Linked DNA regions of Mus musculus: regions 1, 3 and 4 are each linked to region 2. The links are chromatin contacts, called in public promoter capture Hi-C maps. All regions are on one chromosome and are shown on one strand. Each heading gives the region's core, a stretch centred on a gene start, on an enhancer-like site or on the middle of the called end of the contact. The rest is flanking DNA. Distances are from core to core; before and after follow the strand shown.

Evidence for each region. Promoter capture Hi-C pulls out the DNA fragments that hold promoters and counts their contacts.
Region 1: a promoter capture Hi-C map of liver shows a contact between it and region 2, with 2.2 times the contacts expected there. The contact joins the enhancer-like site here to the promoter of Sfrp4 in region 2. A contact is called at or near these places in 5 of 39 promoter capture datasets (the C10 cell line, cranial neural crest, hematopoietic stem and progenitor cells and 2 more), 1 of 484 Hi-C or Micro-C datasets (DN3 thymocytes), 1 of 115 datasets of contacts at active chromatin or transcription factors (embryonic stem cells) and 2 of 9 other capture datasets (adipose tissue and liver).
Region 3: a promoter capture Hi-C map of pre-B cells shows a contact between it and region 2, with 3 times the contacts expected there. The contact joins the enhancer-like site here to the promoter of Sfrp4 in region 2. A contact is called at or near these places in 5 of 39 promoter capture datasets (3T3-L1-derived adipocytes, the C10 cell line, the HPC-7 cell line and 2 more), 2 of 115 datasets of contacts at active chromatin or transcription factors (the 230-238 cell line and neural tube) and 1 of 9 other capture datasets (liver).
Region 4: a contact with region 2 is called in a promoter capture Hi-C map of pre-B cells, with 4 times the contacts expected there. The contact joins the enhancer-like site here to the promoter of Sfrp4 in region 2. A contact is called at or near these places in 11 of 39 promoter capture datasets (the C10 cell line, Sertoli cells, cranial neural crest and 7 more), 33 of 484 Hi-C or Micro-C datasets (B cells, the Ba/F3 cell line, the G1E-ER4 cell line and 25 more), 14 of 115 datasets of contacts at active chromatin or transcription factors (the 230-238 cell line, T-cell acute lymphoblastic leukemia, astrocytes and 6 more) and 2 of 9 other capture datasets (adipose tissue and liver).

What each region holds. Positions count from the first base shown.
Region 1 is chr13:19,135,718-19,143,142 of GRCm38.p6, reverse strand. Amph (amphiphysin) reads right to left here. Exons shown (of 21, transcript NM_175007.2): 18 at 5,401-5,607; 19 at 3,711-3,971; 20 at 1,077-1,178. Among named protein-coding and RNA genes, the nearest start is that of Gm31887, 54 kb to the left of the region's middle. Within about 2 kb of position 2,627, at least 41 of the 459 cell types and tissues checked have an H3K27ac peak or open chromatin away from gene starts, as enhancers often do. A contact at or near this core is called in DN3 thymocytes and liver, where this site is marked.
Region 2 is chr13:19,620,089-19,627,266 of GRCm38.p6, reverse strand. It overlaps Sfrp4 (secreted frizzled-related protein 4), which reads right to left and starts at 4,092. Exons shown (of 6, transcript NM_016687.3): 1 at 3,390-4,092; 2 at 2,159-2,239; 3 at 2,008-2,073; 4 at 1-161. The coding sequence starts at 3,834.
Region 3 is chr13:19,298,174-19,305,056 of GRCm38.p6, reverse strand. It overlaps Tcrg. Among named protein-coding and RNA genes, the nearest start is that of Stard3nl, 94 kb to the left of the region's middle. RefSeq lists an enhancer at 4,249-4,556. Within about 2 kb of position 4,181, at least 31 of the 459 cell types and tissues checked have an H3K27ac peak or open chromatin away from gene starts, as enhancers often do. A contact at or near this core is called in the 230-238 cell line and pre-B cells, where this site is marked.
Region 4 is chr13:19,159,431-19,166,557 of GRCm38.p6, reverse strand. All of the region lies in intron 3 of Gm31887 (a long non-coding RNA gene), which reads left to right. Among named protein-coding and RNA genes, the nearest start is that of Gm31887, 31 kb to the left of the region's middle. Within about 2 kb of position 4,262, at least 29 of the 459 cell types and tissues checked have an H3K27ac peak or open chromatin away from gene starts, as enhancers often do. A contact at or near this core is called in the 230-238 cell line, cerebellar granule neurons, cerebellum and 1 more, where this site is marked.

The sequences.
Region 1 (7,425 bases), core at 1,378-3,877, 480 kb after region 2:
ATTTATTTGATAAATATATCACTTAAAAATCTGTCTTTAATTTTTTAAAAAAATATTTGGAGCTTTATTTTTAAAATTAACTTATAAAGGCATAGCATCTGGGTGTTAAGCCATTAGCTGATTTATATTGCTAAATCTATTACCAAAAGAAGGGGCAATGTAGTGGCATAGAAATGTTAACTTTGAAAGCTGTGCATTTAAACTTTATTTTTAGCGGAAAACCTATACATCTATTTCTTTAAAATTGCTATGGGAGTGATAGCTCTTTTCTATAAAGTACATGCTCATAGGCTTGTTGACACAGGCTTTCCATACCATTTCAAGAGCTCCCAAAGTGTGAATAAGAACAATCTTGGAGTTCCTAGCACCTTATTATCCAATCATTCTGATAAGAGATATGTTTCCCAATTGAGGTATAATTTAAATTCTGTGTCGTATAAAGGCAGAGCTGTTGATTGTAAAGTTTAATAAGGCTTCACTAAGGCTACATGGGTGTGATCCCCATCAAGATCCAAAACATTTCTACACCCCTTTAAAGTTTTCCAGGTTCTTTCCATGGGTTACCACACCAGAGCCAGTCCCTTCTGAAAAGGATGTTTAGCTCATGCCTGCTAGCATCAACATTTCCTAAAACCTGAAGTCAGAAGTACAGCATCCCCAGCAAGATATCTTAAGAAAAAGTCATCTCATCTAATTGTATAGAAAGTGACAGTCAATGGGCATTCGAAATGGGTATACAAAAGACCAGCGGATGGAGTCCTGAATGTGCAAGTCCTTAGCGTCTTTTTAGAGTTGGGTAGCAGCATGTTAGAAAACAGAAATGCAAGCCGGGCGTGGTGGCACACGCCTTTAATCCCAGCACTCGGGAGGCAAAGGCAGGCGGATTTCTGAGTTCGAGGCCAGCCTGGTCTACAAAGTGAGTGCCAGGACAGCCAGGGCTACACAGAGAAACCCTGTCTCGAAAAACCAAAAAAAAAAAAAAAAAAAGAAAACAGAAATGCTTCAGGAAATCACTTGTCCAGCTGACCCTGGAAAGATCCAATACGGCCCAGCGCACCCTCCAGTCGTTACATTACCTGGTCGGCTTCTGAGTCTGAAGGCACCACGAGTACCACGTCACCCCTTTGTAGGTTAAGTTCATCAGAGTTCGCTGCCTCGAAATCATGCAGGGTTTCCACCTGCAACATAGTGAAAAGGAATCCGGTAATTTTAGAGAGGCTGAGTGTGTTGACTCTACCTGTAACCCCTGCACCCAGGAGTCTGAGGCAGGACACTAGCCATGACTGCAAGCCAGCTTGAGCTAACTAGTGAGCTGCAGACAAGCAAGGGCTGTAGGCTACACAGTGAGACTCTGCCCAAAATAAAAGAAAGAAGCAAAGAAAGGAAGGAAGGAAGGAAGGAAGGAAGGAAGGAAGGAAGGAAGGAAGGAAGGAAGGAAGGAAGGAAAGGGGAACATCATATTTCTGAATAAGATTACACAGACATTGCTAGAAGTTTCTCTGAGTACACAAGATGAAGATACTTATTGCAGTCCTGCCATGGATGGGGTGTGGTCTGCAGCAGAGATTCATTTGTGGGAGTGGGTAGTAAGAGGCACGGAGAACATCAAGACAAGGACTGTAGTGCCAGGCCACTGAGGTGATGTCCTCAAAAGAATTAGCAGGTTTCTCAAAGGGCCCTGGTTATTCTCCAAGAAGAAAACGGGAGAGGGAGATTTTCCTTACTCTGGCTTTCTGTGTCATGTGACCTTTCCTTCTCACGAGATAGCATCTGCACGCAGCCAGAGCAGAGACACTGACAGTGTCCTTTGCCTTCCCACTGTAGGCTAAATAGAGCACTTGTCTTTCGAAAGACCTAGAATCCAGCATTTTTGTATCATAATATAAACTTAATATCATGAACCAGGTTAATACAATCCCCAAGGGGATGAGAAAGCCTCACAACACTTGGAAATGTTACTTTCTATTTGCTTAACACCCTTGCTTCTTACTGACTTGTACAAGGCCATTTGTATCTATATTTATTAATTCAATTCAAATTGACACAATAGCTGAAACTTTAGCTTGTTAGTTTTCATTAGCTATATATCGTAACTGATGACTGTTTAAGTTGAGCTAAACATGCTAAGCTAAAAAGCTATTTTGTTAAGTAATGAAAAACCAGGCAAACCACCACTTGTATACTATATAAGAATTAGTATTTAATTAAACAAATAGCTTTTTAAAACTACATTTTCACCCTTTTCTATCTTATCACAATAATTATCCCATAGCATCCTGCTTTTCCTTTGCACTTAATATTTTTTTTTTTTTTTTTTTTTTTTTTAGATTTACATTATGGGAAAAGCAGGAAGGCTAAAACATGTAATACCCATCTGTCAGTATGGGGACTCTCTAGTCCTGGCCAGTTTTATTTCTCCTGGGTTGATTCCTTACAAACACCTGCACATTCAAAATGAAGCAGCCTACTTTTAAAATATGTATTTTCTGTGTAGAATAAAAACTATTAGAGATATAACTGACTGTTATTCAAACATTAATTCATGAGAGCAGAAGTCCAGGGAAGGGTTGAGAAGTGCACCTTGGGTCACACTGCAGTGACTGCCAGGCTAAGCATGGGCCCTTTGTGCCCCGGCCTTGCCTAGCACAAATTTCCTGGGTTTTATGTGTACTGCTTAAACAACTAACCAGGTTTGTAGCCGTAATATTAACCTGTACTTTCAAATATTTTGCATACATTAATCCCTTTATTATACCCATGCCCTCCAGTACAAAGTAGCAGTTTCCTTCTAAAGAAGGGACAAAGAAAATAGATAAAGATATTCAATCCCATTCTTATGAACACAAATTTTATATACATTAAAAAGAAAAATAGGCATCCAGGCTCGGTGGTCTGTGCCCATCGCCCAGATGTCTGGGAGGCTAAAGCAGAAGGTCACGCGGTGAGGACCTGCCTATCAAAATGAGCAAGGCTCTGTCTCTAAATTTAAAAGTACAAAGGTTTGAAGCAAAGCAGCAGAGTGTTTGTTTGCTTAGCATGCGCAAGGCACTGACTTTGCTATCAGGACAGCAAAACAAAGAACCAACCAAGCAAAACAAGGGCTGTGTTTTGAAATACAGTATCAAGTTAAACAATGCTTACAATTTCTAATCAGCTTCTTCTTGGGACCTTATCTGCCACACCACTGGGCTGGCTGTAACTGGCATTTCTGGGCAATTACTATGGTTGTTTTATTGAGGGATAAGAAGGCTTTAGTCCCTGGCCAGGAAATCTTTCTTCCCAGGGATGGAGGCTTGCTTGCTTTTTTTCTCCCTTTTCACAGAAGGCCCATAGTGCCTTTAGACACTTGGTTTTGGACTATTTGTTGATCCCTCATTCTGCATTTGGACTGAATGACTTTGTGTCCTGCCTGGTTGACAACTCCTTACGAAACATACTGTGACTTGAAAGGCCTGGTCTGAGTCAGGCTAATCAGACACAGCTCTGAAGGAGGCATGGAAAAGTACTATCATAGATCTTGCTTGCCTAAAACACGGGCTTCGGGTCATTTTCCCAGGAAAAAATCAGGGTAAAGGGAAAGCAAATTTGAAAAAAAAAAATACACAAAACGACGACGAAGACAACAACAACAGAACCCACACACTGGAAAACCAGAACAAGGTGCAAAGAGAACTCAAATGACAATGACCCTGAAGTGACAATACAAAGACCTTGTAGAGAAAGCCAGGAGGCAGTTCCTGAGTGGCATCCCCTGCAGACAGCGAGGCATCCACAGCACCTGCAGATGCAGGCAGAGTTGCCTGAGAATCCAGAGGCGTGGGCTCTGTAGCCACTTCCTGCTTCTCACCCGCTGAGCCCTGGGCAGCCACATCCTCAGCGGCCTCCCTCGGTTCAGTACCCGTAGCAGTTTCTTGGTGTTCTCCTTCTCCTTCATGGTTGGAGGCTGGCTCAATGACAACAGAAGGGATGACCTGGTGGGTAGAGAAATGGACAGCGTCATGGCCTGGAAAATGATAGGTGTACTTGCTCCTAGGTCAGTGTCTTCTCCCAGCCACCCACTTTCTCTGTCCCACTAACCCACAGTTCCAAGCCCACTAAGTTTGCAGACTGTAGACCTACACCTTGTGTTTGTCCTGACTTTTTCACTGTCTCTCTTGAGTACTAAACAATTAGTGGGAATTCTATCTTGATCCTTGAGCAGACACACTCCTGGAAAATGGGAGGGTCCTACGAGGGTTTGCCATGGTTGTTCATGACCGCCCATGTGGCCTGGCACATACTGACTTTGATTGCTGCAGGGCAACAGGAGGAGACAGAACCACCTCTAACTTCCTGTGTGTGCTCATCTGTTTCCTTGAAAACTGGGATAAGCTTCTATAAGAGAGGCCCTCTAGGGAATCTGAGATGCTCTAATAATGATAAACATGAAGTAGTGATAATAGTAATTCAGAGACACTACTTATACTGAGTTCCCAGCAAAGGCTTTGTAGGGAGGGCAATCACTCAAATAGCTCTATCATTTTTATCACACTCCTCCTTCCCTTCTCCATTATGGGTTTTCTCATTGTGGTGGTCTGAATAAAAATGGCCCCCATGGACTCATAAAGAGTGGCATCATGTGATGTTTGGAGGAAATGTGTCACTATGGTGGGAGGTGGACTTAGAGGTTTCAGAAGCTCAAACCAGGCATAGCAGCACACTGTCTCTGCTGCCTGTGGACCCAGAAGTAGAACTCTCAGCTCCTTCCCCAGCACCTTGCACCAATGTCCGCATGGCACCACACTTCCCACGACAGCTGTAATGGACTAAACCTCGGAACTATAAGCCAGCCCCAATTAAATGCTTTCCTTTATAAGAGTAGCTGTGGTCATGGTGATTGTTCACAGCAATAGAAACCCAAAGACACTCCTCATCTGTGCCCTTCCCCCAGCCTTGAGTAGGCTAAACAAACCCACACATGTTTTACAACCAAGCTGCAGTCATCTGGCCTCACTGCATTTGCGATTTCCTACAGGGGGTGTGAGGAGTAGACCACCTGCTGAGCGGGTTTTGCAACTCAATCCAGCTGAAACAAAGGATGGGAGGGGAGGTCTGTGGGCTTTCCCTATATAAACACAGTGCGGAATCTTAAACTTTGAGCCTTGATCAGAACTTTGTCTTGGCTTACCCTGTCCGTTTTCATTTCCAGCCCCCCTTCCAGGTAACACAGTTCATCCACAGCCATGGATGGCTACACTCATCTATGCTTTATTCCCTCTATCATGACTGAAGCTTCTTTCTCCTTCCGTGTTTCGGCCACAGGTGTAGGAAGTCCATTCCACACACAGGCAGCTACTGCCCAGCCAAGTAGGAAAGACCCCTCTAAACAGTGCTCTTCTAAGTTCCTCAAGGAACCCTTACCTGAGGAGCACCCGCTTCGGGCTCCACTGGTTGAGGGCTCTCACTGATTGCAAGCTCCGTGCTTTCCCCGTCAATTTTGGCTCCCTCTGGACTTCCTCCTTCTCCAGCAGGGAGGGCTGCCTTCTCTGCCTCTGCTTCCTCCACCGGGGCACCCTCAGTTGGCACTGCAGTTTCCACAGTCTCGCCAGTATCAGTTGCGGGAGGGATCTGTAAGGTAGAGGGAAGTCACTATGCCTGTGTCTCCACAACCTTCACGAGGCCTCAGGCCCACTCCATCATTCTTCCTTAACTGCTAAAGCCCTAGCACTGAGCTGCTTTGCCATAAACAAAATTCCAGGAGTCGGGCAGCAGAAACTGCTTATTCAGAGCACACTCTTCCTCAGAGCATCCAATGATATGGATTCAGTGTCCCTTGGTTTTCCCTGCAGCCACGTATGGTGGATGGCATTGAAACAGGTGACATTGAAAGTATAACAACGTAAAAACAGAATTCTAGGCCTTTAGGCCCAGGCTTGGGAATGTGGCCTTTGTAAAGGTATGCTAATCATAAAAGAGATAGCGACATTCCTCCACCCACCCGCTTCCTGGGTTCAAAGAGTGCTCATTCAAAGAAAGTCACCCTGGCCATTACCAGAACCTGCAATGCAAATGTGCTATTGTTAGAGGCTCTTAGAAGCTGTCTTGAGAGTTAACAATTACCAGGTATTCCTTGTGACTCTTGTAACTTTACACTTCCTTGTGACTCTTAACTGGTATCTTTGGTATCTTCCAACAACGCCCTCCCCACTTCCTTGAGTTTCTGGTTTCTTCCTTTAAATACCCCCTTACCCAGCTACTCGGGGCGCCACGGTCCTCTACCCCTGCGTGGTGTATGACCATGGGCCCGAGAGCGCTCTTGAATAAAAATCCTCTTGCAATTTGCAGCAAGACCCGTTTCTTGTGGGTGATTTTGGGGTGTCGCCTCTCCTGAGTCAGAATGTGGGGGAGCCCTCACATTGTGGGTCTTTCAACATATACCATTATTTAGAGGATATTGGTAATTGGTGGGTGGATCTTCCTCAATAAGCTATTGTGTTTGTTGTTGTTGTTGCTGCTGCTGCTGTTGCATGAAAGCAGATTGCAGTGGATTGAGCTTTAGGGAGCACCTGTTACAACACTGAAGAGACCTGGGCTCCTGTGAGGCCTGGCTCATGGAGAAAGAACACAGTGTCCCATCATGTAGTCACAATCACGATGGCTGTACTTTGTGATGTTCGCCACATCTGTGTAGATAAGGCTTCACAGCTGAATCACCTTCAGGGAACGGGATGAAGGTGGGGTTTCCCCCAAAAGAACACTAGGGGATGAGGGGATCAGAGGGGATCAGCAATACATAAATCCCCATGGAGCCATCTGCTGGCTAGGGGAATGGCACAATCAGACTTTGAGTCTTTACTAAATGAAGCAAAATTGAAAAAGTTTCCAGTAGTATTTAAAATGTGTGCTGATGAAATAAAGGGGGCACCGTCACAAGTTTTAAATTTGGACCACACTGGTTTAAAGTCTAACCTTTAATAGGACTCTAGTAATATCGGCATAGCAGACCTGAAGGTAGACTAAAAAGGACTACTGAGAAAGAATGCTAAGTCTGAGTTTATATAGTATACCCAGGACACATATTGCAAAAATTGGTCTAGCTTTCTGATGGGGTTAGCATCACCTGGTGCTTTCCTTTTCTGAATCAGCTCGGTGCTATTCATTGTATTAAGTCAGGAGAGCCATATTCTTGCAAGCATTGGCTCTCCAGCCCTGACTTCTGAAGTAGGCAGTGGAGAATAGCAGGGTTCATGGGCATCACGAATGTGGCATGGGAATGTGACCTCACACAGGCACTCATCATGGTATTCTCTAAGGCCTCTCCTCTGCCTCAAAGTCACAGCTACTGTGTTTCTTAAAATAATCTTCCATATGTGGCTGGAGAGATGGCTCAGCAGTTAAGAAACTGCTCTTCCAGAAGACTCAGAGTCAATTCCCAGCACCCAAACT
Region 2 (7,178 bases), core at 2,843-5,342:
ATGGGGCAGGATATGTGGACACTGGCAGGAGGAATTGGTGATGAGAGGGACTTGTGTTCGAGGGATAGGTGACAAAGACTTGAAGATCTCTTTTACATCTACCACAGTTGTGACCTCATTGCAACCACTCCTCTGGACGGCTTTTATTTTGGCATGAATAACTGCAATCAAAAACTCAAGTAAGTGTTGTTATGGAAGACTTTGGAAGAAACTAGAGACAGTGTTTTGGGGCCAAATCCAGAGCTTTTTAAAAAAGTGTTATTTCTGTAATTAAGATCATGTTCAAGCAGTCCCAGTATAGGCAGAAAGCCCACAAAACATCTTATTGTCAACATTGTCTGCAAATTAATGAATCACACCACAAAATGAAAAGGTAATTAGAAGGCCAATGTTGGCCTGGAATTGGGCTTATAGATCAACCAGATATTTTGTGAACATTTTTATCTGTTTCTACTTTCCCTCTGATGGGCTGGAGGGTAGGCATATTACCAGCTTTGGAGGCCAAGGTGAAGCTTCTATTCATTCAGTCATCCATGCTATGTTTGAATTACTTTTTACAGAGGAATTCATTAGTCATAACTGCCAGGTCCCTAGGGAATGCTGGCTTTTATCTAATCACCAGAAATCCTCTCATAGTTCAGGCTGAGCTCATTTCTAGATATTTGGACAGCCTGAAACCCAATATTAACATATTCCAACTACAAGGACTCTAAAAGTTGCTGTCCTCAGTTCACTAAGGTAGCACGACAATACAAGCTCCAAGGAGTAGGGATGAGGTACTATTACAGGGGGATGCTCAGGTCACCAGCTTTGATCAAGTTTTAAGTTTCAAATTTGGATCTTGCTACTACTTAGTGCTTCTAGCGGAGTTGTAGATCAGCCCCAAAACAAGACTGTTTTGAATTGCACCATAAGAAGCTGCTTGAAGAGGAGCCAAAAGCATACCAAATGAACAATTCATTATCAGCATGGCACCCCAGAGATAATAGTAGCAGAGAAACTCTGGTTGGACCTATCGGGGATCCTGGCAGATGAAGCACTAAGCAGAACAAAGTAAGGTAATATCCACATAGAACATGTTTCAGGAAAATAACCTATTTGGAAGAAAAAGATTTTTTCTGTAATTGAATTATCCACATTGGTTATTCATGACTCTAAAGTTTGACAACCTAACTACAGGTTATTTCCCAAGAGCTCCATATCTCTCCTACTTTCTAAATAATCTAAATATTCTACTGAAATCATGTATCAGTTAAAATATGAAAACCAAGTTGATGAAGAAACTATATATCTTTCCTGTTACTTTTTTGTCCTTGTTATTTTAGGAGAAATTTAAAAGTTTAGAAATTCAATAAAATACTAAATAGCCCAAGGAGGCACTTGATTTGTTTTTTCTTCTTTTCAAGTATATGTTTGTATAGTGTATGTATGTGTCATGTGGGTGTGTGCACATATGTGCCAGTGCAAGCAATTGAATCATTTCTGATCTCAAGTACAAATCTTTAAAGAACATAAGAGAATTGTATTTCCAAATGATGATAGAGAATTAAAAGTACTCAAAACTTTTAAAATAGCATGGGCTTTGTTTTTTCCCTCTGGAGGAAGTACTAAATGGTTTGTTCAAGTAAAAGAGAGGATGCCTAAGCATCTGTAGCTGTTGGTGAAGAAAAAGGCACATGGTCATATCTTCATCCTCTGGTCTTCAGATAAACAAATCCTGGTCCAAAGCCCTGTCCTTCCTGTAAGGGAACAACCTGAGAAACGGAGCGGCAGTCTCGACCACTCTGTGCATAGCAGTTTTCACTGAGGTCAGTTTTTTATGTGAATTATTTATCTTGTGCTTGCTTTCATTAACCCAGCAAAGACACTTTATGGTTGTTGAGTGGTCCGGAAACCATGTAATTACCCATCCATTACCCCTTCTTGACTACTATATCCAGTCTCGTGCGATTTCAGTGCCTTGCTGTGCCAAGTCCCCAAAGCAAATGCTGTTATCAGAAAACTCACCATAGCTGTAGTTTTTGCTCAGGTATGTTGCCAGGGTCGGCTTCACCTTTTTGCACTTGCACCGATCTGAAAGAGACACAAAGTCCATGGGCAGTGGGGAAAGGACATCACTCTGCGCACAGAGCAGAGGAAGCCCGAGGACAGAACTCACCAGGGCTCAGACGTTTACAGTCAGCATCAAAGGACCTTTCTTGCACCATCATATCTGGTGTGATGTCTATCCACTTCACATCTGAAACACAAACAGGGCCTCAGGGATGTAGTCAATGCCTGGGTCTCCTCATTCACGTGGAATAGGAACCATTGGAGGCTACGAGCCAATACAAACATCCAACACAGTATTGCCGTAGTAAAAATAATGTGATTGTTACCTACCTTTCTCACTACAACTCAGGCCTAAGGAAAAGAGTCTTTGAGTCAAGAATTTGCTGACTCAAGCAGAATCTGATGCAAATGAACATCCATGACACTAACCTGGAGCAGTCTCCTCGCCCCTTCCCTGAGCACCCTGACACTGCTGTTCCAAGTCTTCTGTTAGAACCACCAGCCTGTTTCCACGCTGCTACCTCCCACTGCAGTGCAGGAACAGCCCACAGCTGCATTGTCAACAGTACTAAGCATAACTTCCAGGCTTAACAAAGTTGAAGCAGTTGTCTAATGTGAACTTTTTTTCTAGTATTCCAAATAAGAGAACCGTTTAAAGCAAGGTTGATAAATCACGCCCACCCCCTTTAACTCATATCCTAGGCGCAGCCTCTTTAAATAGAGGATGATCTGACTTAGGGGAAGCCTCAATAAAATAATGCAATAATGTTCTCAGGTTTCATTTCAAGAAATGAATTCGTAGTGTCCCTTCCAACAGTAACAGTAAAACAGCATAAAAGAAAATAACGGAGGAAGTGACACAGGATCAGATTAACCAACATGCCACAGGGCTCTGCTCAGTGACCACAACATAGGCACAGAGTGGAGTTTAACCAGGGCGACTACATTTACAAACTTTACGCCGCCGGGTGGGAAGCCGGAGCTATTATTGCTCTTCGAGAAAGAACTCCCGGTCAGCATGGAATGAGAACATATTAGCCACCACGTGCTGGGACTGTCTCAAGCACCAGCTTTCTTTGCTTAAGCTATTGTTTCCTTTATTTACCTTATATTAGACACTTAAATGGGTTATTCTCCAACAACCTTATTCTCCATGTCCTTCAGGGAGCTGTTTCTCTCCCCTGAGAAATCCCTGAGAGATAAACTTCTGGGCCCTTCACCTCCCCCAAGGCTGGGACAGGAGCTGGTGGGCTCTAAGCAGACACCATCTGCTTCTCATGCGAGTGTGTTTGTTCCCTAGAATCTCTTGGCCTCCTTGATACCTCCTCTTCTCTTACCTTCTGGAAGGTCAGTGACTATTGCCTCTGGAGAGATACAAACTCCACGGTCATAGACCGGCAGCTCATCGCAGGCCAGGCTCTCTGGCCAGCTGTGGTTATACATCTTCATGAGGGGCTCGCAGTCGTCACGTGCGCGCTGGCACACAGACTTGCAGGGCTTGATGGGATCGTGCAGGAACTCCAGGGTACAGATGGGTGCGTACATGGCACAAAGGAAGAAGCGCAGCACAGAGCTGCAGTTCACGTCCACTAGCTCTTCATACTGTTCGATGGCCAGGATGGCGTTCTCCTGAGTGCTGTGGTGCAGGTGGTTGGGCATCCGGGTGATGTTCCAGGGCATGTGCCTGCACATGGGGATGCGCACAGCTTCGCAGGGCGCTCCGCGAACTCCCAGCGCCAGGCGCAGCCACAGGCATAACGCCACCAGGATGGAGCGGAGCATGGCACTGTCCTCCTGGGCTGCAGTCTCTGCTGGGAGGACCCTTTTCTTCCAGCCCCGTTGACCTCCTTATCTCTTTACCTAGGGGCAGTGGAGTGAGCTTTCCTGCTGGAGCTCCAGTCTGCACTGATGAGGAGTTCTGGGGGGTTGGCCGTCGATCACCCCTGGGCGCACCGGCACTGGCAGCGCCAGCACTCAGCCTCCAGAGCAACGACCCCCGCGGGAAGCTCCAGTCTCGAGTCCCGCAGCTCGGAGCGCAGCGGGCCACGGCCATTGTGGAACCCTATTTATCCAGACGCGTCCCCTGACGTGGGCTCAGCAGCCTTGGCAGCGGCGAGAGCAAAGCCGGCTCCCACTCCGCTGCTCCACCCCCAGCCTCTCCTGCAGAAGCGATGACATCATCTCGGCCGCTCCACAGCCAAGGGCCATAGTTCTGCATTTCCCCCCAAAGTCCATCCTTTTTTTCGTCAGCTAGTCTTTTTTCTTCAGATCAAGAAAAGGAGCATCTTGCTTTCAGCCATTTGGGACTCTGGATAAAAGCCTGTGCAGGGGAGACTTTGCTAAGTCGGCCTTAAAGTTTCCCTAAGTTCAGAGTTGGAGCAACTGGAGCAACGTGACCCTGTTGTTGCCCTTTCATTTCGAAACACTTGTTTTTCCTTTCCCATAGGGGGCGAGAGAGGTGCCTCAGCTATGAGGGCAGTGTGGATCAGGGAAAGCCTAGCACAGTAGGTGTTGGAACTAGCACTGGCAGTTTATATAAGCCTTCCCTAGACCACCCTGAGTTGTGCGGAGTTTGCTATTGTTGCTACTGATGTTGTTTTGTGGCCACTAGACTTAGTTCTGGCTCAGATTTTTACCAGGCATTTGGTTTGTGACTGCTCCAGGAACTTGGAACTGCCCAGGGGTGCAAGAGCATCTCTGTGTTGGAGGAGTTTCTCTATTCGCTACTTTCTCTAAAATACTAATTTCTGAGCCCAACATGACTGGAAAACAGAAGAAAACAAAGATAACTTGAGATGCTGCATGCTGAAAGATTTTCCCAATCCACCAGCGTGATCTTTGCTAAATTGCCCGTTATTTTACTTGACTAAGAACTCACTAGCTTTGGAAAGCGAGCGTGCATGTTTACTTTCCTCTTCTTTGCTTTAGAAAGAGACATGAAAATCAATGCTGGTTCACAGAAAAGAGCTGTTACTGTTGCAAGTTTACACCAAATGCCTGCCAATCAGAAAGCAAGACTTCCGATGTAAACTTGCTCTCATCGTTGACAATAAGAAAACATGTTCTCTGAGTGTTAATCTTTAAAGGTATGGTTGAGCTTGAAACCTGGGTTAAAGGAAGTTCTTTTGCCTCTCCCTCCAACGCTGAGGCCCACAAGTTAGCTTAGGTGTGAATCTGACTGAGGATTAAAACAGCTGTGCAAAACAAAAACAGCAAAAAACAAACAAACAAAAAAACCACAACTGCATTTGTCATCCTTATTGTGTAAGGTATAGAGACAAACACTATGAAGACATTAATGATCCTATGAGATCAGATACTATTTAGATCTGTGTAAAGTACCTATTCATCCCGAGCAATCCATAAAGGCATTCTGCTTTCCTACTGAATAGGTCTCAAGTCCCAAAGATGCCAAATGCCATAGGAAAATATCAAGCAGAAGGGGGTGGCCAAAAGGCACCTCATGCCTTTTCTGGTAGTGAAATCCCAAACCTAGTCTACCGCCCCCCTCCCCGCACCACACACACTGAGCAAAAAAGATCATTAGATTAACTTTCTAATGAGAAGAGAGGGGGTATAGAAAGACAGAAGGACAGAGACAGAGACAGACAGAGGGATAAAAACTTCCCACCTCTTTCTCCAACCCAGTATAGATGAGACCCTAGGTTCCTCCCAACACTAAATGAAAACAAGAAAAGAACTAAAAGAAGGAAACTATTAAGACAGGAATTTGGGACAGAGGGGTAGAGCTCATTGTTGCGCTCACTCCAAGTTCACACTCAGCCTAAGGAAGCTACCTTCAATGTGGAACTCTACCTATCAGGCCCACCGATAGTCAGTCTGTCCCTGTTTTTCATAATGTTATACAGAGCAGAGGGACTTGTCCGAAAATTCTTGTCAATTGTCCTTCCTCTTCCTGCCCTCCCAAAAGGCTTGCAGCTTTAGCACTAAAGCCATTGTCCTCTAGTTGGGTGCTTCTCTGGGGTGACTCCCATTTGGGCTCCCTATTCTTCCTTTCTCCCCTCCTACATGCCTGCTGCTCTCAGGATTTTGACCCTAGCTTTCACCTCAGTCTTCCCTCTCCCGTCAACTCCAAGTTTCCTCATTCTCAGGACTTTTGAAACGTAGGTTGGAGAGTTCCTTGTCAAATATCCCTGGGAGGGGGGTGGCAAGAATCATCCATCCATCCATCCATCCATCTCAAATTCTCTTCAGTGACCCTTTCTATGCCTGTGGCTTCCGAATCTAAGACTTGGGCACTGCATGCTCAAGCCATGCAGAACTGTCTTTGGTTGTCTCTACCTAGATATTCCCCAGTCATCTCAAAGCTAACTGGCTGAACTACAATTTTCCTTCCTTCCTTCCTTCCTTCCTTCCTTCCTTCCTTCCTTCCTTCCTTCCTTCCTTCTTTCCTTCTTTCCTTCCTTCCTCTCATTTACCCAAATCAGAACCCCCTGCCTCCAACTTCAATCTTTCTTTGTAATTTCAAGCTCCATTCCACCCTACCCATCCCCATTGCTGTCACTCAGCTACTCTACAGCTGGCTTGTAGTGTAGCAGCTTCTGCCCTGATACCCTGCCACTCTGTCTGACACTGCATTTTCTTCCTGTGCTAGCCGAGTGAGCTTTCTAATATACATCGCTTATGAGGGTTGTCCCTGGCTTTTTGTGGGCTTGTGGCTCTCACAGTCCTCGATATCAACAACAAAACACTCAACAGCTTTTAAGGCCCTAAATGATCAGGCTCCTGATTGTCTTACAGATACTTGCTTGGGCTCCAATCCTGGAGTTCTTTTGACCTCACTCAGAAATGCCCCAAACCATTTCCTCTTGGCTCACTCTTCTTCATAGTAGGTATTAAGTGGAAATGTAAATAACATTGTAAAGCAAGGGTCTTTAAAAAATTGCCTCATCTCATCTTGTTTCTATATTATTATTAATCCTACCATTACTTAAACACACACACACACACACACACACACACACACATACACTAAAGTAAACCTCTAAAAACACAAACCTCTGGACTTGAAGCTTTGACGTGTAGGAGAGAGGAATCTCACTGAATTGAGACTCAGGCCTGAGATTGGAAACTGCACAACGAACACCACAGAAATTTAGTGTCAT
Region 3 (6,883 bases), core at 2,932-5,431, 320 kb after region 2:
AACGAGTGGTGGTACAGCAAGTCAGCTGGATTTCATCCTCACTGCCATAAAGGTGCCTTAAGGGGGAACCAGATGCCTTCTCTTGTTGGCTTTCACTTCTATAAAGTCCCTCACTCATGTTGCATAAACATTTTCTGAACTTTTGTATGCAATTTCAGCAACTTTTTTTAAACTGAACTCACCTTCTTCCTGATTCCATCCACTCCAGAAGTCCCCTCCCCCAGAAGCCTGAAACATTAAAATTCTAGTACCCATAGCCTACAGCTTTTACCCATGGCCCTTGTTGCTCTTGAACCAGCTAACTCCATGAAGACCCCCACTCTAGACAACCTGAAGAGCCTTCTTTACTGTTTGATTCTGTGCCTTGTATTTCACATTATTGACAATAAATTTTTTAAAAAATTAGAATACTTTTGTCAGTCTTTACTTTCATTTAATAACGTTGAAAGTTATGACATGACAATTGTCATGGTATTCGGTGACAGTAACAAGAGTCTAAAAACATATTCCTAAGCTTGGTTCTGAATCTGTGGTCATGACATTTCTTAGGACAGTGGTTATGGGAGGAGCCACTGGCAATTGAAATATCAATGAACAAATGTCTAACATGACTCATGCTCTTTGTGCTCAGCTCTGTGCCTTTATTTCACAGCACCATGCTTTTTGACCCTCAGACTGTCCCCTGAGTGCTACCAGAATTCTAGAAAGGAAAAGGTGATGAAGGCGAGTGACCTCAGGTACTAAACTCCCTGAAGCACAGCTTCACTCTATAAGATGAAGTTATAATATTCCATCCCCTAGAATTGTGTATCTTTAGTGAATTAGCAACAACAAGTGCAAACAAGCCCTTGAGAGTCCTGTTATAAGCCCTTGACTCTGCCTTAAAGAGAATGGAACACACACACACACACACACACACACACACACACACACACATACACACACACACACACACACACAGAGAGAGAGAGAGAGAGAGAGAGAGAGAGAGAGAGAGAGAGACACTGATACTGATTTCTATTCTTCAACATGGAAAGGATGGAAAAGTACTATAATACCATATACTGTACTATACATCAAGCAACCCCTGATCATCCAACAGCCCTTTAAGACAGATACAATTATGGCCCACAGTTCACAGATTAGAGAGTTGATCTCACTACCAAGATTGCTTTTTGAAGAAGCATTCATGATTTAAAGCCAGATTTCTTTGATCTACAATATATGGAGGGAGAGGGCACAGAAAGACACAGACTGAATTTGTACATTGATGCAGCCCATATCCTATCTTTTAGAGATAGTCAATCAAAAAACCCACAACATATAAAAGCACCCATTGCTTCCTTAAGATAGTGATGATTTCCTTAAAGTCTTGTGAGTTCATCTGTTTATTCCCCAGGATTACTCTATGCCACTGGCTTGTCATTCTTACTCCCCCATCCTTCCACTTCTACTTTAGAATAACTGTAATTGTTCCACTTGCTGTAACTAGAACAGCCACAGTGCTTCCCATTGAACATTTGATTTGGTTTAAAACTGTTCTTCCATAGAGAGCAATAACAAAGTAGGCTGTGAGCCTCGGGCATTGTAGAATCCTTCATAGTGATGCTGGGTAGATGTGAGTAGCATCCCGAGATTCAAGTTCATCCATAGACTGAATCACTTAGAGAATATTCTGGAAATCTGGGTAATTTCTGATGCAAAAAGGAGGTTATGCAATCTCTTTGCTCCATGACTTTTTTGTCAACACAAACAAGTATTACAGCCTTATGCAGGTAACCATACAATTTGTTGGGAGAACCCTGAACATGAAACCACATTTCACAGAATTCTGGCTACTTCGTCTAGATTTTCTTGACTATATCAGTTTCTCTTTTAGAATAACAAAAAATGTACATGTTTATAAAATCATATATAATGTCTGAGTCCATACATATATTGAGTATTCTTTATATTGGGATAATCATAATTTTTTCCTAAAACATCCATTCATTATCTCTATGCCACAAGGACATTCAAAATCTTTTCTACTGTCTTTTGAAATACACATCATATTATTATTTAATGTTTTAGTCCCACATTAAAATTTATGCATCTTTAGAACAATTCATGAAATTAAGTGATTTCAGGTTTGCATTCAAAGTTACAAATCGAATGGTTGATATCTGCATGAAGCAATGATGGAAATCACTGGTGTGGTATTTTCCAGGTAGTGGATTATGCATTATCTTAGGTACATATCACAAACAGTGAGATACACAGAATTTCTGTGTTCTGTACAGGGGAAGCTATGGCTAGGAGTAATGTGGACTCTCCTGAAACCCCACGGGAATTACAAGGTATTACCCTCAACTGGTTTGTGTCAACATCTCTGCTCTTACCTAGTATAGTGTAGGTTTGTAGGGTGGAAACAGTCTATTCTTCAAGCAAACCTCCTTTCGCTCTTGTGCTCAAAATGGATGAAGGAAGTGACCTCTTTACTCATATGTTTAACTTAAAATGTGGGTTTTTGCACAATCAACTCATTTCTGTGAAGCCAAGCAGAGTTTCCCATGGAAAACAACAAGAATATCCAGGCTTAAGACAATGAATTACCTCCACATTCTCACACAATCGACAGCACATGCTGGCAAGGATGTGAAATAGGAGGAACACAAACACTCCTCCACTGCTGGTGGCACTGCAAACTTGCACAACTGCTCTGGAAAGCTATCTGGCAATTTCTTAGAAAATTGGAAATAGTTCTACCTGAAGACTCAACTATTGGGCATATACCCCAAAGATGTTCCCCAAAATTATAAGGACATGTTACTCCACTATATGTTCATCGCAGCCTTATCTGTTATAGTCAGAAACTTAAAGCAGCCCAGATGTCTCTTAAACAAATAATGGATACAGAGAGTGTGGTTCATTTACATAATGGAATACTATACACCTATTAAAAACAAGGAAATCATTTATTTTGAAAGTGTAGCAGAGAAAGGTGTAATAGCAGAGGGACCTGAGTGGGAGAGGGGAAGGGAACAGGAAAGGGGAGGCAGGATCAGATGTTGGGAGAGACAAGAGAGAGGCCCAGAAGATCAGGAGAATGAATGGAAATCTACATCTGCTAGGGGTTGGGGGGGGGGGGAGAGAAAATCTAGGAAGTCCCAGAGACCTGGGATGGGGGAGGTTCCCAGGAGAAAATGCAGGTGACCTTACCAAAGATGCCTAGCAGTGAGAACATGGAACCTGAAGAGGCCACCTTCTGTAGCAAGGTAAGATCCCCAGTTGAGGGATAAGGACACAAGCCCACTCACAAGATTTTCAACACAAAATTTGTCCTGTTAAAAAAGAAATATACGGACGGACAAGGATGGAGCAGAGACTGGAGGAAAGCCAACCAAAATCAAGCCCTTCTTGAGACCCATCACATGGGCAAGCGCCAAGCTCTGACACTACTAATGATACTCCATTATGCTTGCTGACAGGAGTCTAGCGTGGCTGCCCTCTGAGAGGCTCTACCTAGCAGCTGACAGATGCAGATACGAACAGCCAAACATTGGATGGACTTTGGGGACTCTTATGGAAGACTTGGGGGAAGGATTGAAGGCCCTAAAGGGGATAGGAACACTATACAAAGACTAACAAAGTCAACTAAGCTAGACACCTGGGACCTCTCAGAGAATGAGCCACCAACAAAAGTGCATACATGGGCTGGCACATATGCAGCAGACATGCAGTTCAGTCTTCATGTGGGTCCCCCAGTAACTAGAGCAGAGACTCTCCCCTAAAGCTACAGCCTGACTGTAGTATCCATTCCCCAACAGGGTTGCCTTGACTGAGCTTCAAGCGAGAGGATGTATCCCAGTCCTGCAGAGACTTGATGCACCAGGGTTGGGGGATACCTAAGGAGGTCTCACCTTCTCAGAGGAGAAGGGAGGGAGGGAAAGAGGTGCTGTGAGGAAGGACTGAGAGAATGTGCAGCATTTAGGCCATACATACATACATATATACATACATACATACATACATACATACATGCACACACACAGAGAAATTCTTAGTATTAAAAAAGATGAAATTGAATTTAGATCTACTTCCTTATGCTCCTGAACTGGCTCGACCTCTCCAGGCCCTGTTCCTGGCCTCTAAACAGATTCATGGCTATGTCAGCACTAGGAAACAGATGCCATGACTGGCTGGGAACTGACAATAGGCAGGAGTCTTGTGTGGCTGATATCATTGGTCAATTGCAGCAGACATGTCTCTTGTGGTGTAAAGCCTCATAGCATCTTCCTGCTGGAGTCCACCTGGCAGCCCAAAGCCTCAGCAAGTGCTGGGGACAGAGAGATAGAAAGGCTTTGCTGTGGCTCAACTCAGTTTTACTTTCTCAAGCTCCTTTTGGTTATCTTCTCTGTCTATGTAGTTGCTTCCTGGAAAATGGTTAAAGTCAAACCTCCTCTGTTTGGGGCAGCACAAAATGTTGCTAAGGCGTTAGAAGACTACATAGGCGCAGTTAAACCACAGCCAGTTTTTGCTCGCTTTCGAAAGACCACAGCTATTAGACAGAAAACCTCCTGTACTGGAAGTGGTCCCGAAACAGCATCTGTGATGACAGACACTGGGCTTGCTATGGTTGCTTCTCATCATGCTCAGCTGAGCATGGAATCTGCTTCCCGGAGCTGCGTAGACACTGGACCCAAGAAAGGAACAGAAAAGGAGAGATGTGTCCCCGTATCATGTTATCATTCCATCAGAAGTTTTTTCTCTAGCACTTGATATAAGTGTTCAAGTAGCTTTTGCTTCATTTTCTAAGTGGATTTAAAAAAGGAACAAAGCTGTGTCCTGAACAAAGTAGCATAGGAGAATGAAGTGAGCAAGAGCAATGTGCTATAGGATGTCACAGAAATAGATAACCAAGGACAGCTGTGCTACTTGCCATTCACTGAGGAGCATCCACCCCAGGAGGAAAATGGTATCAGAGTCCTCTGAGAAAGGCTTAACTGAAAATATTAACAGAATTACAAGTACACAACAGACTAGCATCAGAAAATAAATGTTCAGAAATATGAACACAGAGACAAAATATCCCTAAGCTTTGTTGCACAGGCTAGGTACAAAGTAGGCATTGGGCACTTGGCCTTATTTTTCCAGTTCCAAAATAACTATTAGTATAAATGGAACATTTGAGCCAAGTTTTCAGTGTATTAAAACATGACACATTTGAATCAGATACTGTGATAATCCTGTCTGTAATTAGGACTAACTTCTACACTGGGTTGGATGCTTATTCAGAGAACTGGCTTCATCTACTGTCTTTCCATAATTTTAGGGAACAAGCTGTCAACTCAGCTTAAATCGTTGTGATAAAGCCTTTCTTAACCCTAGCTGATGGTTCAGAGTACATGGACCTTTATTACTGAGACAGGAAATTATCAGAGTTTGAACCATCTAATGCCTAAGGTCCTGTCCCGAGAACAAACATTGGGGAGAGTTCCCTCCATCATTTCTTAGCATGAAAACCCTTGGCTTCACCTCAGTCTCCCTGCTAGCCTCCAATGGCACTGCTGAGGTAGGCATACTCTCAGAGCTGCACAGATGCAGGACTGGATCTGTATAGAAACTGTTTCCACCCAAACTATCAGCATCACTCGCTGCTATGTGCAGTTACCTGTCCTAGGACAACACAGACAGTGACAAGGGACTCCTGGTCTACTTCTCTGGGAAGCAGAAGGTGAATATTCACCTTTGGAAAAATGTATACCTTTCATGATGTAAACTAGTTCCTTTTATTTTTTTATTTATTTTTTACTTATTTTTATTTTTTTAATATATTTTTTATTAGGTATTTTCCTCGTTTACATTTTCAATGCTATCCCAAAAGTCCTCCATACCCACCCCACCCCCAATCCCCTACCCTCCCACTCCCCCTTTTTGGCCCTGGGGTTCCCCTGTACTGGGGCATATAAAGTTTGCAAGTCCAATGGGCCTCTCTTTGCAGTGATGGCCGACTAGGCCATCTTTTGATACATATGCAGCTAGAGACAAGAGCTCCGGGGTACTGGTTAGTTCATATTGTTGTTCCACCTATAGGGTTGCAGTTCCCTTTAGTTCCTTGGGTAATTTCTCTAGCTCCTCCATTGGGGGCCGTGTGATCCATCCAATAGCTGACTGTGATCATCCACTTCTGTGTTTGCTAGGCCCCGGCATAGTCTCACAAGAGACAGCTATATCTAGGTCCTTTCAGCAAAATCTTGCTAGTGTATGCAATGGTGACAGCGTTTGGAAGCTGATTATTGGATGGATCCCTGCATATGGCAATCACTAGATGGTCCATCCTTTCGTCACAGCTCCAAATTTTGTCTTCGTAACTCCTTCCATGGGTGTTTTGTTCCCATTTCTAAGAAGGTGCAAAGTGTCCACACTTTGGTCTTTGTTCTTCTTGAATTTCATGCGTTTAGCAAATTGTATCTTATATCTTGGGTATTCTAAGTTTCTGGGCTAATATCCACTTATCAGTGAGTACATATTGCGCGAGTTCCTTTGTGATTGGGTTACCTCACTCAGGATGATGCCCTCCAGGTCCATCCATTTGCCTAGGAATTTCATAAATTCATTCTTTTTAATAGCTGAGTAGTACTCCATTGTGTAAATGTACCACATTTTCTGTATCCATTCCCCTGTTGAGGGGCATCTGGGTTCTTTCCAGCTTCTGGCTAGTATAAATAAGGCTGCTATGAACATAGTGGAGCATGTGTCCTTCTTACCAGTTGGGGCATCTTCTGGATATATGTATGCCCAGGAGAGGTATTGCTGGATCCTCGGGTAGTACTATGTCCAATTTTCTGAGGAACCGCCAGACTGATTTCCAGCGTAGTTGTACAAGCTTGCAATTCCACCA
Region 4 (7,127 bases), core at 3,013-5,512, 460 kb after region 2:
ACATAGTTGAGCATGTGTCCCTATTACAAGTTGGAGCATCTTCTGGGTATATGCCCAGGAGTGGTATAGCTGGATCTTATGGTAGTACTATGTCCAATTTACTGAGGAACTGCCAAACTGATTTCCAGAGTGGTTGTAACAGCTTGCAATCCCACCAGCAATGGAGGAGTGTTCCTCTTTCTCTACATCTTTGCCAGCATCTCCTGTCACCTGAGTTTTTGATCTTAGCCACTCTGACTGGTGTGAGGTGGAATCTCAGGGTTGTTTTGATTTTCATTTCCCTGATGATTAAGGTTATTGAACATTTTTAGGTGCTTCTCAGTCATTCAGTATTCCTCAGTTGAGAATTCTTTGTTTAGCTCTGTACCCAATTTTTAATAGGGTTATTTGGTTCTCTGGAGTCCAACTTTCTTGAGTATATATATTAGTCCCCTATCAGATTTAGAATTGGTAAAGATCTTTTCCCAATCTGTTGGTGGCCTTTTTGTTTTATTGACAGTGTCCTTTGCCTTATAGAAGCTTTGCAATTTTATGAGGTCCCATTTGTCAAGTCTCGATCTTACAGCACAAGCCATTGCTATTCTGTTCAGGAGTTTTCCCCCGTCCCTATATCTTCAAGGCTATTTATGAACTTCTTAAAGCCCTCTATCATCACCATGAGATATGATTCTAATTCTGAATCTTGCCTATTCACTGTGTTGGGGGTATCTAGGACTTGCTGTGTGGGAGAACTGGGTTCTGGTGATGCAAAGTAGCCTTGGTTTCTGTTGGCAAGGTTGCCTCTTGCCATCTGGTCATCTGTGGTGTTAATTGGTCTCTCTCTCTCTTTCTCTCTCTCTCTCTCTCTCTGTTGTCCTTCCTGTGGGCCTGTAAGCCTGTGATCTGAGGTGTGTCAGCACTTCTGGGGTGACCAGCTCTCTCCTGGTAGGATTTGTGTGTGGAGGGCTGTGAAACAGCCTTAGCTCCTGGATGCAGGTAGAGACTGGAAGGATCCTATCCACAGGTGCTCCACTATTCCTGTACAGGGTGGGCTCCTGGCTGGTCTACTTTGGACAGTTATTGGAGTGAAAGTGGTGATCTCACCTCTGAGCTTAGGAGTGAGAGCACTCCTGGGAGACCAGTTCTCTCCTGGCGGGATTTGTGTGTGGAGAGCTGTGGAACAGCCTTAGCTCCCAGGTGCAGATGGAACTCTTCTATTATTTTGTTGAAGATGTTTTCTTGCCCTTTGAGTTGCGAATTTTCACTCTCTTCTATACCTATTATTCTTAGGCTTGGTCTTTTCATCGTGTCCTGAATTTCTTCAATGTTTTGAGATAGGAGCTTTTTGCTTTTTGTACTTTCTTCAACTGTTGTATCAGTGTCTTCTATGGTATCTTCTATGCCTGAGATTCTCTCTTCTATCTCTTGTATTCTGTTGGTGATACTTGCATCTGTTGTTCCTGTTCTCGTTCTTAGGTTTTACATCTCCAGGGTTGTCTCCTTTTGTGTTTTTGCTAGTGTTTCTATTTCCATTTTTAGATCCTGGATGGTTTTCTTCATTTCCTTCACCTGTTTGATTGTGTTTTCCTGTATTTCTTTAAGAGATTTATGTGCTTCCTCTTTAAGGGCTTCTACTTATTTAACTGTGTTCTCCTGTATTTCTTTAAGGGAGTTATTTATGTCCTTCTCAAAGTCCTCTTTCATCTTAATGAGATAGGATTTTAGGTCTGAGTCATGCTTTTCAGATTTGATGGCGTATCCAAAGATGCTTGTTGTGAGAGTTCTGGTTTCTGATGTTGCCAAACAACATTGGCTTCTGTTGCTTATGTTCTTGTGTTTGCCTCTCACCATCTCCTTATCTCTGGTGTTAATTGGCCTTGCTGTCTCTGACTGGAGCCTGTCCTTTCTGTGAGCCTGTGATCTCAGAGCCTGTGTTATGTCAGAAATCCTGGGGGGTGTCAACCTGCCTCTGGATGTGGGCAGAGTGTGTGGAGAGCCAGAGCACAGGGTCTACTCTTGAGATCCTAAGTTTGTCAGAATTCTGGTGGGGCAGGGTTGTGGAGATTTCTCTGGATGTGTGTGGGTATGGGGAATATTGAAACATAGGCTCCACTCCCAGGCATAGGTGCAAACCAGAAGGAACATGTCTGCTAATGGGATTTTTTAAAATCATGATTAAATCAACACATGATAAGTGTAACACATTTACAACCAGAAGTATTTATTTTTGTCATTTATTATTATTGGCATTATTGTTATAGTTATGTTTATATAAAAACCTCAGATATCCACATATACAAACCCTAACCCTAACCCTAACTTAGCAAATAGTTCCAAGAAAGGATGATGGCAGATGGCATCTAGAATAATGAAACTTGATTATTATCTCTCACTTTGAAAATCAACTTCAAATGGATCAAGGACCCACTATAAGATTAAAGCTTTGAACTTCAGAGCAAAAAGTAGAGAATACATTTCAAGATAAAGACACCAGTAGGGACTATTCAATGTTAATTGAGTGAAGAGGTAACCTGCACAATGAGAATAATTTTTTGCCACCTACATGTCAGACAGAGGATTTACAACAAGAATATATGAAGGACAAAAATGTTCGTCCAAAATGGCAGAGCAATGACCAGTATGGCAAAATACCTCATGATAAAGTGGTGGTGTTCATGCCCTGGTGGTGCCAACAACTTTAATTGGACTTAAGACCCACTCAACAAGAGAGAAATCATGCCAGGTACTAGAAATGCAGCCAGCTACACAGAGGTAGTGAAGTCCTGTATCTTGGAGGAGAAGCACAATTACCATTTCACTAAACCAGCATAATCCCTAAACATATTATAATTACTTGTCTTTATACCCACAGATAAATGCAGTCTCCACCTCTCATCAAGGAAATGTCTCTTTGCAACAGAGAACAATATGGAAAGCCATAACCAGTCAAACTGCAGGATAATCGAGTCTATCCCAGTGAATACATATAGAAAATAGTACATATCTATGGCTCAGGGATCAGTGTAGAAGAGGGAGTGGGAAGATTGTCAGAGCCAGAAGAATGGAAAGATTGTGTCTCTTAGAAATTTCAGAAGCCACTCCCATAAAGTCTTATCTCGAGGAGCTGAAGAAGGACAGCAGCAAGAGGCCTCAATCCTACACAACTGTTTTAGGCAACTAAGGAATCTGAGAGTTGGGGAAGAACTCACTAATGGTTATCCAGCACCAAATAGCCATTCCTGAAAATGGACATATAGGTAGCATTATATAGATTTAGTAGATTACATTTAGGAATATATGTGTATACACAATGGTCAATTAGAAAAGAGGTCATACATTTGAGAGAGAAAGGAGGAGGCATAAGGGAGTGTTTGGAAAGAAGAAAGAAAAAGGGGAAATTAAAAATACAAATACTAAATATAGCTATTTTAGTAAAATATATAAAATATAATTTACATTAAATTTCTTTCAATACTTATTTTTAGCTATCAACAGGGTGGGGTGGAGCACCTGGAAGTAATAACAATCCTGTAGTCATGCTTGCTTCTAGCATTTACACTGAAATATTCAAAAAAATATTTCTCACTAAAACTTCTAACAGTTAGAAATGAGCCACTCTGAGACTGGGACACCAGTGTACAAGACAAAACTAGAGCATCTAGTTACCTGAGATCAAAGAAGCCCTCAGACCACTGAGATCATGCCAAAGGCATAGATGCCAACTGCATTGGCTTCTACTTTCCTTCTTGTCAACTCTTCCTTCTTCAGAATCTTCAGATTCAAGACTTCTTCTAAATTGGTGCAACAGAAATTGTCATTTTGGTCTGTGAATTTTCAGTTTGTATAACTAGGCTTAAGCACATCTTTTATTTTATTTTATTTTATTTTATTTTATTTTATTTTTGGTTTTTTCAAGACAGGGTTTCTCTGTATAGCCCTGGCTGTCCTGAAACTCACTCTGTAGACCAGACTGGCCTTGGACTCAGAAATCCGCCTGCCTCTGCCTCCCAAGTGCTGGGATTAAAGGTGTGCACCACCACGCCCGGCTAAGCACATCTTTATTAAACGAAATAAAAGCCATTACCATTAACACGGTTTTGCTAATGAGAAATAAATGCTTATTTCTGTAGTGTAACAGTCTGTCCTTTAGAACTGATGGGCTGAAAACCCTCCTTGCATCTTGCTGGTTATGGAGCCACTTTACTGACCGAATGTCTAGACGGTTGAGGAAGTGGTTGCTGGTTGTTTAGAAGTCAGGAGAGTGTGGCAGGATGTGGCAATTGTAATTCTGTTCTTTCAGCGTTTGAAGCATTGGCTGTGCAATGGGTATTTTTTAGTGGTGCTGTGCAGAATTGGGCCCTTTCTGTTGACTGATGCTGCCTGTAGGCACCGAGGTTTTCTGTGCATCTAATTGGCTTGCTGAGTATACATTTTGCTTGTGATTATTTTACAGGGATTCAGACCGGACCACCAGCAGACCGTTAAATGGTGACCCTGACCTCCTTTTGGTTCAAGTCTGGCTTAAGGAAATAGATATGGCTTCAAAATAGATGTCTTCTGCCTTTCCCGGTAATTGTGCAGGCCATATATCAACAGACCCGAATCCCTGTCATTATAGAATTGCAACAAGTGCAGGTTATAGCAAACGCATCAATTTCCTATTTCTATTTCAACCCCTATGAGATGCTCCCTAGCAATGGTACAGAAATTAGTCTATTTACCATGATTTATTATAATTACTGCATTCCCCATGGTTTCCTGACTTGTAAGTAGGTGTCTGATCTCCCTGTATTATGTTTTAGGCACAGTGAGGCCATTAATGTTTGTAGCTATCTCCTGGGACCACAATACATCAGGATTAAGAGCACTCACCACGGAGTCTGAAACATCACAGACATTTAGTATGTTTGTACAGGGGGGAGGGGGGTGCCATCAAAATATACTTTAGGATTATATTAGGAGATTATAAGGGTGTCAGTGGAGCTAAATTGTGTGTTATCACTATAGAAGATTAAAAGAAACTAGCATTAATAGACTTTTTATCCTGCCAGCCTGGGATAGGTCATGGACAGCAACAGTGACTCTAAAACCATTACTGACCTAGAAGGCTGAATCAGGAGTTAATAGCAGAGGAGACAGGGCTCCGAGGAGGTAAACAGACGATGCTTGTCCATGTCCATGTGCCTGTGCAGCTCTTACAACCTGCAGGTTCTCAGGCTGCAGAAGTATCTCTCACCAATGTTGGGAGTCTGGGCTAGGCGCCATGTCCAGGGAAACTGAGTGTATCCTGGACACATATGTGCATGAAGATGTCAGGAAGCTTCCAAGGACCGGCGTCAGCCTGGCCCGGGGGGGGGGGTGGGGGCAGTTCTGAGGAAGGGCTGTCTGGGAACAGCGGTGGGGAGGGGGGAGGGAAGGACTTGTGTCCAATCTGGCAGCCTATGTTCTGCTGGAGATAGCTTTCCAGCTCTCTTTCTCTTTGTTCTGCTTTCTTTCCCTCTGATCTGATTTCTCTGGAGACCTCCAGACTTTCTCTCTGTGTTCTGCTTGAGACAGTTCTCTAATCAGGTCTCTCTTGCTATCCTAAAATATTCTCTGGATAGCTCGTCTCCTGCAGGCCATAAGCCCAGTCTTTTTACTTTACGTATCAGTCCCGTTATTTACTTCAGTATCCCATGAATCAGCATCTCGTGATCCCAGCCCCTTAATTCCTCGGAGACAGTAAGCACATATTCTCTTTAAACATTGCAAAAGAATTCAGAGGTTTGCTTGCCTGGTAAGCACAGATGGTGAGCTAGCTGCGTGGGACCTTGTCCTGAAATTACCATTTCTACCACACCTGAGCCTAACTGTGCTGTGTCCTAGGCTGACCCTGAACGCAGGAATCTGCCTGGCTTTGTATCTTTCTGAGAAGCAGGCTCATTACTGTGGCTGCCTTTGCTCCTTTAGATTCATGAAGCCCCTCATATAGTTCATATTGCATCCTTATTCTTTGCATAATTGATAAATTATATATTTTTGAATTCATGTTTTTAGAGTTCTTTTCCACAGCCTTAAGGGCTGTCCTGAAGGTCCCAGTATATACCATTATTTGCTGAGACATTAACCACACCTTTTTGCAGATTATCATGTAGTCATTAACATTAACAGAGAGGTCATTCCTATGAAATGTGTAATATGGACATAGTGTGAAATGTGTACATTATTATACAATCAAACCTTAGGCCCAGGGCAGCCATCAACACTCTTGGAGGCTGACATCCACTGGCCCCGTCGCAGGGACAGGAACCCTGTCATTTTGTCCTTCGAAGGTCATGTTGGATCCAGCAAAAAAAGCCATCAGTTCTGATCAAACCCTGCCTCAGGTACACGACTGTCTGTCACACTACACAGCCAGCCTGAGGGGCTCATCTAGAAAGCACAACCGAAGTATGATCCATGCACACAGTACAGTGGGCAGAGGGACTTCTCAAGATGAAACTCCTGGGAGGGCACCTTTAGAGCACCTGGCTGGGAACCTACAACTTTGAACAGCTTAGCGTTGAAAAGGGCGGGATGACCAGTCAAGCCAAGTGTGTCTTTGGGAAGGTCACTGTCACAGGCAATAATAACTTTTTCCTCGTGTGTCCCACTGTGATGTGCAGAGAACTGCAACAACACATTAGTGGGGAAATAGATAGGTTAGTTTTAAGGGCAATTTAAAATTTTATAACCTTTTAATCTTAATAATAATTCTTCAAGGGAGATAAAAACTGCATTTGACGGGCAGGAGAATTGGAATTTAGGAAGCCTTACCTGCTTAAGGTCACTTTAGACACGAGGAGGCGTGGACTAAACAAGCCCGGAAAGTCCCCAGCAGAAGCCACTGCCACGTCAGGAACTTTGTGTAGACAAAACATCTATCCCAGAGTAGACAGTGAAAGGGAATAATGTGAAGAAAAGTTCAGAAGCTAAAAGAATCACACTCAGATGTCACTAAAGGATGCAGGGTGTTTTCCTGTCATTTAGCAAACTATGGGGACAGAAAAACATGGAAGACATTTTCCCCAGCACTTCAATCGTTAATGGAGCTTTTTAAAAAGTTAATTCTTGATGTATTAAATGATAACAAACACCTCGTAGGACATATTTATCCTTTTCCTACGAAG